Regions from separate parts of the Mus musculus genome. Here all the other regions are linked to region 3. The links are chromatin contacts, called in public HiChIP or PLAC-seq maps. All regions are on one chromosome and are shown on one strand. Each heading gives the region's core, a stretch centred on a gene start, on an enhancer-like site or on the middle of the called end of the contact. The rest is flanking DNA. Distances are from core to core; before and after follow the strand shown.

The links. HiChIP or PLAC-seq counts read pairs in DNA pulled down with a chosen protein or histone mark.
Region 1: a FOXA1 HiChIP or PLAC-seq map of pancreatic cancer cells shows a contact between it and region 3. The contact joins two enhancer-like sites. A contact is called at or near these places in 3 of 484 Hi-C or Micro-C datasets (liver and trophoblast stem cells) and 2 of 115 datasets of contacts at active chromatin or transcription factors (embryonic stem cells and pancreatic cancer cells).
Region 2: an HNF4G HiChIP or PLAC-seq map of pancreatic cancer cells shows a contact between it and region 3. The contact joins the promoter of Prss23 here to the enhancer-like site in region 3. A contact is called at or near these places in 1 of 15 datasets of contacts at CTCF or cohesin (large pre-B cells), 7 of 484 Hi-C or Micro-C datasets (cerebral cortex, embryonic fibroblasts, liver and 3 more), 2 of 115 datasets of contacts at active chromatin or transcription factors (pancreatic cancer cells and stem cell-derived neural progenitor cells) and 3 of 9 other capture datasets (adipose tissue, liver and macrophages).

Annotation. Positions count from the first base shown.
Region 1 is chr7:89,498,756-89,501,455 of GRCm38.p6, reverse strand. No RefSeq gene overlaps it. Among named protein-coding and RNA genes, the nearest start is that of Prss23, 17 kb to the left of the region's middle. Within about 2 kb of position 1,300, at least 52 of the 459 cell types and tissues checked have an H3K27ac peak or open chromatin away from gene starts, as enhancers often do. A contact at or near this core is called in pancreatic cancer cells, where this site is marked.
Region 2 is chr7:89,516,197-89,518,896 of GRCm38.p6, reverse strand. Prss23 (protease, serine 23) reads left to right here and starts at 1,311. Exons shown (of 2, transcript NM_029614.4): 1 at 1,311-1,450.
Region 3 is chr7:89,698,639-89,701,338 of GRCm38.p6, reverse strand. The region is part of intron 1 of Me3 (malic enzyme 3, NADP(+)-dependent, mitochondrial); the gene reads right to left. Among named protein-coding and RNA genes, the nearest start is that of Me3, 67 kb to the right of the region's middle. Within about 2 kb of position 1,393, at least 31 of the 459 cell types and tissues checked have an H3K27ac peak or open chromatin away from gene starts, as enhancers often do. A contact at or near this core is called in neural progenitor cells, pancreatic cancer cells and stem cell-derived neural progenitor cells, where this site is marked.

The DNA.
Region 1 (2,700 bases), core at 51-2,550, 200 kb after region 3:
AGGCTCATACGGTCTGACTTTCAGCTAAGCCCTACTGAACATACCTGTGTTTTTTATCTTTGGTCATTGGTCAAGCTCCCCTCCTCTTAGCTTGCCCTTTCCCATCTCTCCAGGCATAATTACTTACCCAGCAAACAATCTACAATGGGTACCAGTCCCACCCCCACACTCATCCCAGAATTGCAGAGAGAACGTTGCACATCTGTGTGTTCAAGATGCTTGCGTGTCACTATAGTAAAGACACTGTCCCTATTTCCCAGGGCTCAGGGATCACCCTCTCTACAGAACTATCTTGGCATCAATGACATGTAATTACCACTCTGTGAGTTAAACTAGCTGAGAATCTCCCATACACTTTAATAAATCTCCCAGTTAGTGTCCAGCCTCACCGCTGCATTTCCTTTCTTGGATTTATTAATACCAGTTCTATATCCAGTTCCCCGATGGGAAAAAATGCCATGTTTGGCAAAGCAGTGTGACCCAAGCGTGACTAATGTCCTCTGTGGATAAGCCATTCTGGGACACAGAACATTTTCCTTTTAAAATGGCATGCTTTACTACTCCCAGATAATTGCCAGGGCAGTCCAACGCAAAGATAGGAAACTCCACAAAATATCTCATCTTGCTTTCCCACTGTAGCAAAGATGTTTGTCGGCCAGCTACAGCAGAGTACCAGGAAGAATCATTCTGTACTGATCACCTCAATTGTGACTGTTCTTCTGTTCCATAAAGTCTCTAACGCCCCTGCTCTGTTCTTTTGGAGTTCTTAAATATAGAAAAATGCCATCAAGACTTACTGGGAGAAAGGGGAATTTAAATCGAAAAATCTAATTTTTCATGAGAGTTGTGGAAAAGGCTAAAACATTGTGATCACACTTGAATCTATAAACCTGGGCATTAACACGTGTAATTCCTTTCAGTTTATTGTTTACCAAACAGCCAGCGTTGGGTAATAAACACTCGCTAAGCGTGCTCAGATTTTCTTTACTCTCTGTCACTTTATATCTACCATTAATTAAATGTCCTTCCCATTTGCGAGCATTTCAAAGTTTCCCACTGCCCTGGAGAAGGAATTTAAAACCGTCAGGTGCACTACTCTAGCGCTGCAGTTTCTCCTGATAGCACAATTCTGTTTAGAGAGTTGTTGCTTAGTGTTTCTGACCAGTTAGGAGGAATTCCCAAGTCAAGAGTAACCTTGGGTAAAAATCAACATGTTGAAATATCACCTTGTTCTGCTTACTGCGTGATCTCAGCTTTCCTCGAATAGTATAGAAAGCAACTTTTCTCGGCCGCCGCTGCTTTTCCCCCATTCTTGGGTTGCCCCCTAGTGGTTTCCTTGACTTATAACTATGCTGCTCTCCTCCAATTCTCCGAACCCAAAAGGGACTTTCTGGTGGCTCTACTAAGTATTTGATTTAACTTTGTCTTTTCCACATCTTCTCCCATTTACAAAGGGGACATCCAAACACAGCCTCTCCCTTTTCCCTTGAAGGTAAGCAATGTGCAAAGTAGTCCAGGCACTTTGTGACGATCGATGCATTCTACTGACCGCGGTGAAATCCTTCCTAGAAGTTTCCATTGTGGCTTTGCTTCAGCGCTGTTTTCCACTTGCCTGGCGTTCACTTTCTCTGTCAACATTGGCGTGATGCCAGGTAATCTAGGGGTGCATGGATGACTTAAAGGCTGTGTTGCACTTTGAAAATGCCAATTATATATGCTGAATGCAGCTGGGCGCGAGTCCCATACTCTCATCCATAATAAACAAGTTAGCACTCTGGGGGCTCCCCCGCAGTTGGTCCCAGACTTCTTGGCTCCATCTGGATAGTTGGAACTGTGACTTGTTCACGCCCAACCATTTGAGCTTCATCCAAATGCCTTGGAAAGCCTTTGAGATCCTGTAGAAAATGAAGGAGAGGCCTGATCTGTGAGTGTCAATGCCTGACTCTCTGCTGGATGTTAGATCCCAGACATCTGTACCAGGAAGCTCAGTGCAGCAAACATTACTAATTTAAAGCCTTATTGGCTCATTAAAGAGTACCAAGAAGTTCTCAGAATTTAAAATGGTTTTATTAAAAGATTTTTCAAGAAAAATCTTACTTTTGTTAAAATCTAAATTGTAAGAGGACAGTCGATCACACAAGCTGATGCTATTTCCTCTCCAGCAACACAGGGTCTGCAGAATTGGATTAGAGACTTCTCCCAGCAAGGTTGGAGTACTGGGGATGGAGAGATGATTAGGGACACCTGCTGCTCTTGACAAGGACATTGGTCCAACTCCTAATACTCACATTGGCCAGTTCTCAATGGCTCACAATCACCGGTCACTCCAATTCCTTGGGATTCAACACCCTCTTCCTGTCCTCTGTGGGCATCTATATGGACATGGCGCATATACATACACGCTGGTAAGCACATACACTCAACATTTAAGAGTAGAGTGAGTATAAAGCAATCAGTGGGGTAACAGTACATGGTAGGAGGATACTTACTTCTTTGTATTTATAGAACGTGCTGTGTGCAAGGCACTCATTTAGGTAAAACTGAAATGGTGCATGCCCTTGTGAACGTCACATAACCACTTCCAATGAGATAACATATGAAAAATGACCTCATCTTTAGAGATGTGCACAGTCCAGTAAGATAAGGGATCTTGTGTTCTACATGACTGTGGAAAGGAGAGCCAGGATCAATGCACGGACC
Region 2 (2,700 bases), core at 62-2,561, 180 kb after region 3:
CAAGGCAAACACTAGCTCACTGGACATGTCACTAACATCCTGGTGTGGAATAGGATGTCAGGCCCTCCCTTTCTGAGGGCAAGCTTTGACAGGAAAAAAGGAAGGCTACTCTGGGATTGACAGGAGAAAAAAGAAGGAGGAGGAAGAGGAGGAGGAGGAGGAGGAGGAGGAGGAGGAAGAGGAGGAGGAGGAGGAGCAGGAGGAGGAGGAGAAGGAGGAGAAGGAGGGAGAGGAGGAGGAGGAGGAGGAGGGAGAGGAGGAGGAGGGAGAGGAGGAGGAGGAGGAGGAGGAGGAGGAGGAGGAGGAGGAGGAGGAGAGAAGAAAACGACCTCTGCAAAATTTTGTCCTACTGTTCAGGAGCTGTCTGACTGCTAGCAAGATTAGGCCTCTCCAGTCCTCCAGTCCTGAGGGGAAATCCACAGCTCCACCCTTTTCATCTCCATGACCTGCATGAAGGGTTGGTTCACAGAAATGGATGTGTGGATAGTCTTAAGAGACTACTAAGACTATATAGCATTAGATATTTAAATAGTGAGGTCACCAGGCTGACTCAGTCCCCCAGGTGTGGACTTCTCCAGTGATTTAGGGAAACAGGCACCATAAGCTAGGAGGTGGCTCCACCAGCTGGTGCCCTGGTGCCCCAGTAAAGACCAGGCCGGGGGCGTCACCAGTCAACCCCTGGGAAGCTGCCAAGTCCGCGATCCCTTGCTGTGCTCTGGGACCCAGTATGCTAGCAGCTGAACTGCAGGGCCTGCAACCTCGGTAGCCTGCCTCTGGATTACAAACTGAGGTACACTCTAGAAGCGCTAGAGGAGGAACTAAGGTGGAAAGGAGCTCGGTCGTCACTATTCAAGGCGCACAGAATGCGCACGGGTGAGGAGCTTACAAGTTTGAATTCTGCTTTGCAAACTTGCCTAGCGGCGCTCCACGCACCCGGGGTGCTGGAGGACTGGAAGGTTGGAAGGGACCGCCCACTCTGGAGCATTGCTTTAGCAGACTCTGGGCAATGTAGACCCCTAGAACTTGGTGTGAAGTTGTCTAGAGCGGGAGAGTGCAAGAGTCACTGGTAGGAGCCGTTCATCGGACACGGTGCAGGGGCATCGAGTACGGGGACCCGCTGGTGGTGACGCGCTGCGGAGACCCACCTGCGCGGGGCCCGAGGGTTCTGGACCTCTGAATAGCAGGGTGACGCTGGCTGGAGGCAGGCGGCTAGGGGAAGGGGAGGCGACGGCCGGCGGGCTGCGCGGCTCGCGGCTGGGGGCGGGGCGGGAGGGCCCGGGAGGCGAAGGGGAGGGGATGGGGGGCGGACCGGGTGCTGCAGGCTCTGCTGGACCTCAGGCTCGCACTCGGCCACTCTGCGGAGCAGGCATGGGAGCCGCGCGCGTCCTCCGGGCGCCCACACCTGTCTGAGCGGCGCACGGCCGCGGCCCCGGCGGGCTGCTCCACGCGGGTGAGTGCGATGCGGGGACCCGGCGTCTCCCGCTGGGTCCGAAGGACCAGGCGTGTGCCGGAGCCGGACAAAGAGTCGGGTGCGCGCGGGGTGGGGTGGCTGCGGGTAACACCGGGGAGTTTGCCGTGGCTTCCGCACAGACTCTGGGCTTAGGACAAGAGCCTGAAAGAGCCTCCCTCCCCGGACACCGGCTCTGTACAGCGTTTGGATTCACTCAGTGTCTCTCTTAAAGTGGATGGGGAAAAGAAGGTTTTGAAAGCGCTGTCTTGGATGCAAGGTGTTGTCTAGGGGTCAAGTGGAGCTGTGTATGGCAAGGTGTCCCTGGAGAGGTCAAGGTAGGCTCTCCCCCACGAACACACACTGTAACCTCTACCATTTTCTTTCTTTGAGTTTTGCGCCTACTGTATCTGACTTCATCGTGCTCTGAGCATTAATTTTTAACCTGGCACGTGACTATGAACACACCTTAACAAGCAAGAAAAAGTCAGCAAACACAAGTTGGGATCAGGCTCTGTGCTGGGTGCCGACTTTGCTCTGAGTGCTAAATCTAGAAAATTATGCCTGGGCTATCAACAGTTGTTGGAAGCAAATATTTCTTCAGCATGTAGCCATTTATCACAAATTGCTAACTGAAAGAAAAGATTTGCCCTCCCCTAGAACTTTTAAGAGAGGAAGATGTGTTTAGATGGAGCAATACCACCCCCTCCTGAAATGGAGCCGATTCTCCCTCCCACCTCCCTCAGAGCATCCCTTGAGAAAAGCCTCTGATTAAAATCCTGTTTGTTTTATTGTCCATTGGGTGACATCCACGAGAATTTAGAAACAGCCCGTAGCCTGTGGAAAGTTCCAGATGATTCAGGATCTCGGTTAGTATAGAAATTGCTACTCCCAGGTCTTGTAAGTGAACTTGAGAGGTCCTAGCGAATGCCTTAAGGACAGATAGGTCAATACAAAATAGCCTTATCAGGCTCTGTGAGAAGAGTTTGATTTATAGTTGAAGTTAGGTTTTTCCAAAATCCCTATTGCAAATTAGTATCAGGATATTGTTAGACATTGTTTCGGGGGGGGAAAGTGTTTAAAAGAACTATTACCTGTCTTTCTAGGAGTCTCCTAGGAGTGAGGTACAGTAGTGCATGCCTGTGAATCCTAACACTTCGAAGGCTGGGGAAGGCCAGTGAACTTGAGGCTAGCCTGTGTTATTCAGTGAACATTTTTAAAGAGTCTCTTAGAACTGGATTGGGGACGGGATA
Region 3 (2,700 bases), core at 144-2,643:
TGCAAGGCAGCCTCCCACCCCACCTAGCTTTTATGTGGATTCTGGGATCTTAGCTCTGATCCTCGTGCTTGCACATCAAGTATTTTACCCACTGATCCTACCTCCTGTCCCCTAACCCCCAGATCCGTGTTGTTTCTAAGAGTACATTTCAGAGGAAAGACTCTGTCTTTCCACTCTCCTAGTGCTGTCTGAACCAATGAGAACAACACCATTGTCATGTGGCTCATATACAGCAATGATTGGTTACGTCGCTCCCTAATGCCTTATGCAACCATGACAGCAGCCACAAATTAGAACAGAATTACTTTCACAGGCATGGAGCCTGAGGGGTCACTTGGTCCTAGTCACATTCCTGGCTCTAAGTACACTATTTACCCCCTAGACCTTTGACATGCTGTGTGCCTTAGAGTAAGGGAAATATCTCAAGGTCTGGTTTAGAAGACTCTTGATGAAGTGGGATCAACTTTGCCAGCAGTAGCTCACTACAAAAGAATGAGGGCATCTCTGGCCACTTACAGCCAAGTGCCATCCTAAAGGACAGCCAGTGAATTGTCCCCAGAAGCTGTCTCAGGGTGCTTAGGGGGTTGTCACTTTCCTCTCTATAAGGGAAGCTCATTATGTTTCAGGAGTCTGACAACAAACATCCCTGACAACCCAGTGACTAATGGTCCCCAGATGCTGCTCAGGGGTCAGTTCTCCTTCAGATCTAATGGCAAACCCTTCATTACACACTGGGAAGTGACCTTAATCCACAGTGCTGATGACTCTCCCAGCCGAAAGAGTAGAGGGATTTCAGGATGGTGACATGCATGGTGCCTTTGCTTGGTAATCACTTGACTTGGAGGCCCGTTGTCTGGAAAAATCTTGCTTTAAATTAACGAATGTTTACCTTCCTGCCTTGATCAGCCCTACTGCTGATCAAGAATACATAAGTAGGTGAGTTGCTGTTTGTGGTATATAAACTCAGCAGTTAATGCCAAGCTGGGCTTTGCCTAAAAGTCACCCTGGCACTAATGACATGAAAAGGAGATAAGGTTTGGTTTCTCATAGACCAAAGGTTTAGTTCTGGTTTGGCCCCTTGTGGGCTTTACTATGGCTGCTGCTGCTGCGGCCATCACTCTGGACTGCAGTGCAGACTTCTTTCCATAGTTGGGTGTGGGACTCCAATCAACATTTCATTTTGAAATGACTTGCTGAGTAAATTCTGTCAGTTTCACACATTCACAGCCATTACGACATTAAGCAATCTAGCCTCCCGTAAGGATGATCTCAATTGCAAATGCGATTGTACTTCTTTTCATTTAGGATCATCTGGCCACAAGTTACTTCACAGGCTTACTGGCAGGCCTGAGAGTGGCCCAGCATTTCACAGGGCTCTGAATTGGCTGGCCTCCATTTCAATTGGTTCAGAGCCATGCCATACTCAGCATTAAATAGTTTGCAAATCACCCTAACCTCTACTTCTACCATTACTTGGATGGCTTCAAGGGAAGTCATTCCAGGACACACAGGGTGCCTTCAATGACCCGAGCTCTTCTGTGTTGTCACACCTTTGCTGCCCCACCCCCCAGCTTACTCTTCTTGTCACTCAACACTCTGTGCAGCCTTCTCTGACTTCATCTTCTCTCCCTCCCCCACCATGCACTCCATTAATCATTTCCTTCTGATTAAGACATGGCTCTTTTGTTTTTCTAGAGAGGGAAAATGTACCCACAAAGAGCCAAATCGATAGCTTTAGAAAAAAAAAAATGAACCAGGAAAGAAGTGCTTAAGAGAGATTTGCAGATCGTTAGAGGGGGAACATTCTCTCCACTCCCTTCTGTGAGGCTCATGTATATCAAGTTTTCCAGTTTCCAGTAGACTGTGTCCAGAGATACGGAAATCAGTGTTTTTTTTTTTTTTTTTAAATCTGTTCTTTCATGATTTCATGCATGTAAATAATACATTTTGCTAATATACACCCCATTATCTCTTCTAATCTTCACACTGCTGAACCCTTATATCCAACAAGCTCCCCTGAACTTCTGTGTCTTTTCTGTGCCACGTACTGAGTTTAGTTAAGGTTGCTTATAGAAGCATGGGTGTGGGATTATGTAATGGACATGGGCAATGTTCCAGTGGCTATACCATGTAGTCAGTGAGTTTTAACAAAGATTATTATTATTATTAGACAAAGTTAATCTTGGAATAAACTCAATGTGTCCTTGATCTAATTTTGAGAACAGTTCCAGGCCAAGTCTCCATTCTGCTTGATAACACTGCAGCATTAATCTCATCTGCTATCTGTCCTTCAGAAAGGGAATGGAGCTCTAGAGCCATTTTCTAGATACCTGGGGGATGGGCATGCTCAAGGTACATCATACACTTGTGTGGAAATGGCTTTGTAACACCCTAACTCTTGTGCTAGCAAACCCCCATGTGCCTATTGGTTATTTCCCAACTGCTTGGCAGTAGGCAGTAATTTAGGGGACATAAACATATTCTGACACAGAACTGAGTCCAGTAGAAGCATAAGTAGTATGTTCCTTAAATATGTTTATGGTATAGAATGAAAGAACCAAAGAACAGAGAAGGTGTTTGTCAAATATTAATTTTGCAATGAGCCTAACTCTAAATCAGCTGTAGCAAAGAGATCGAGAGACAAGGCCTGTGTCTCTGCATCTTACGTACCACTTGCTCAATTTAGAAAAAAATCCTCAA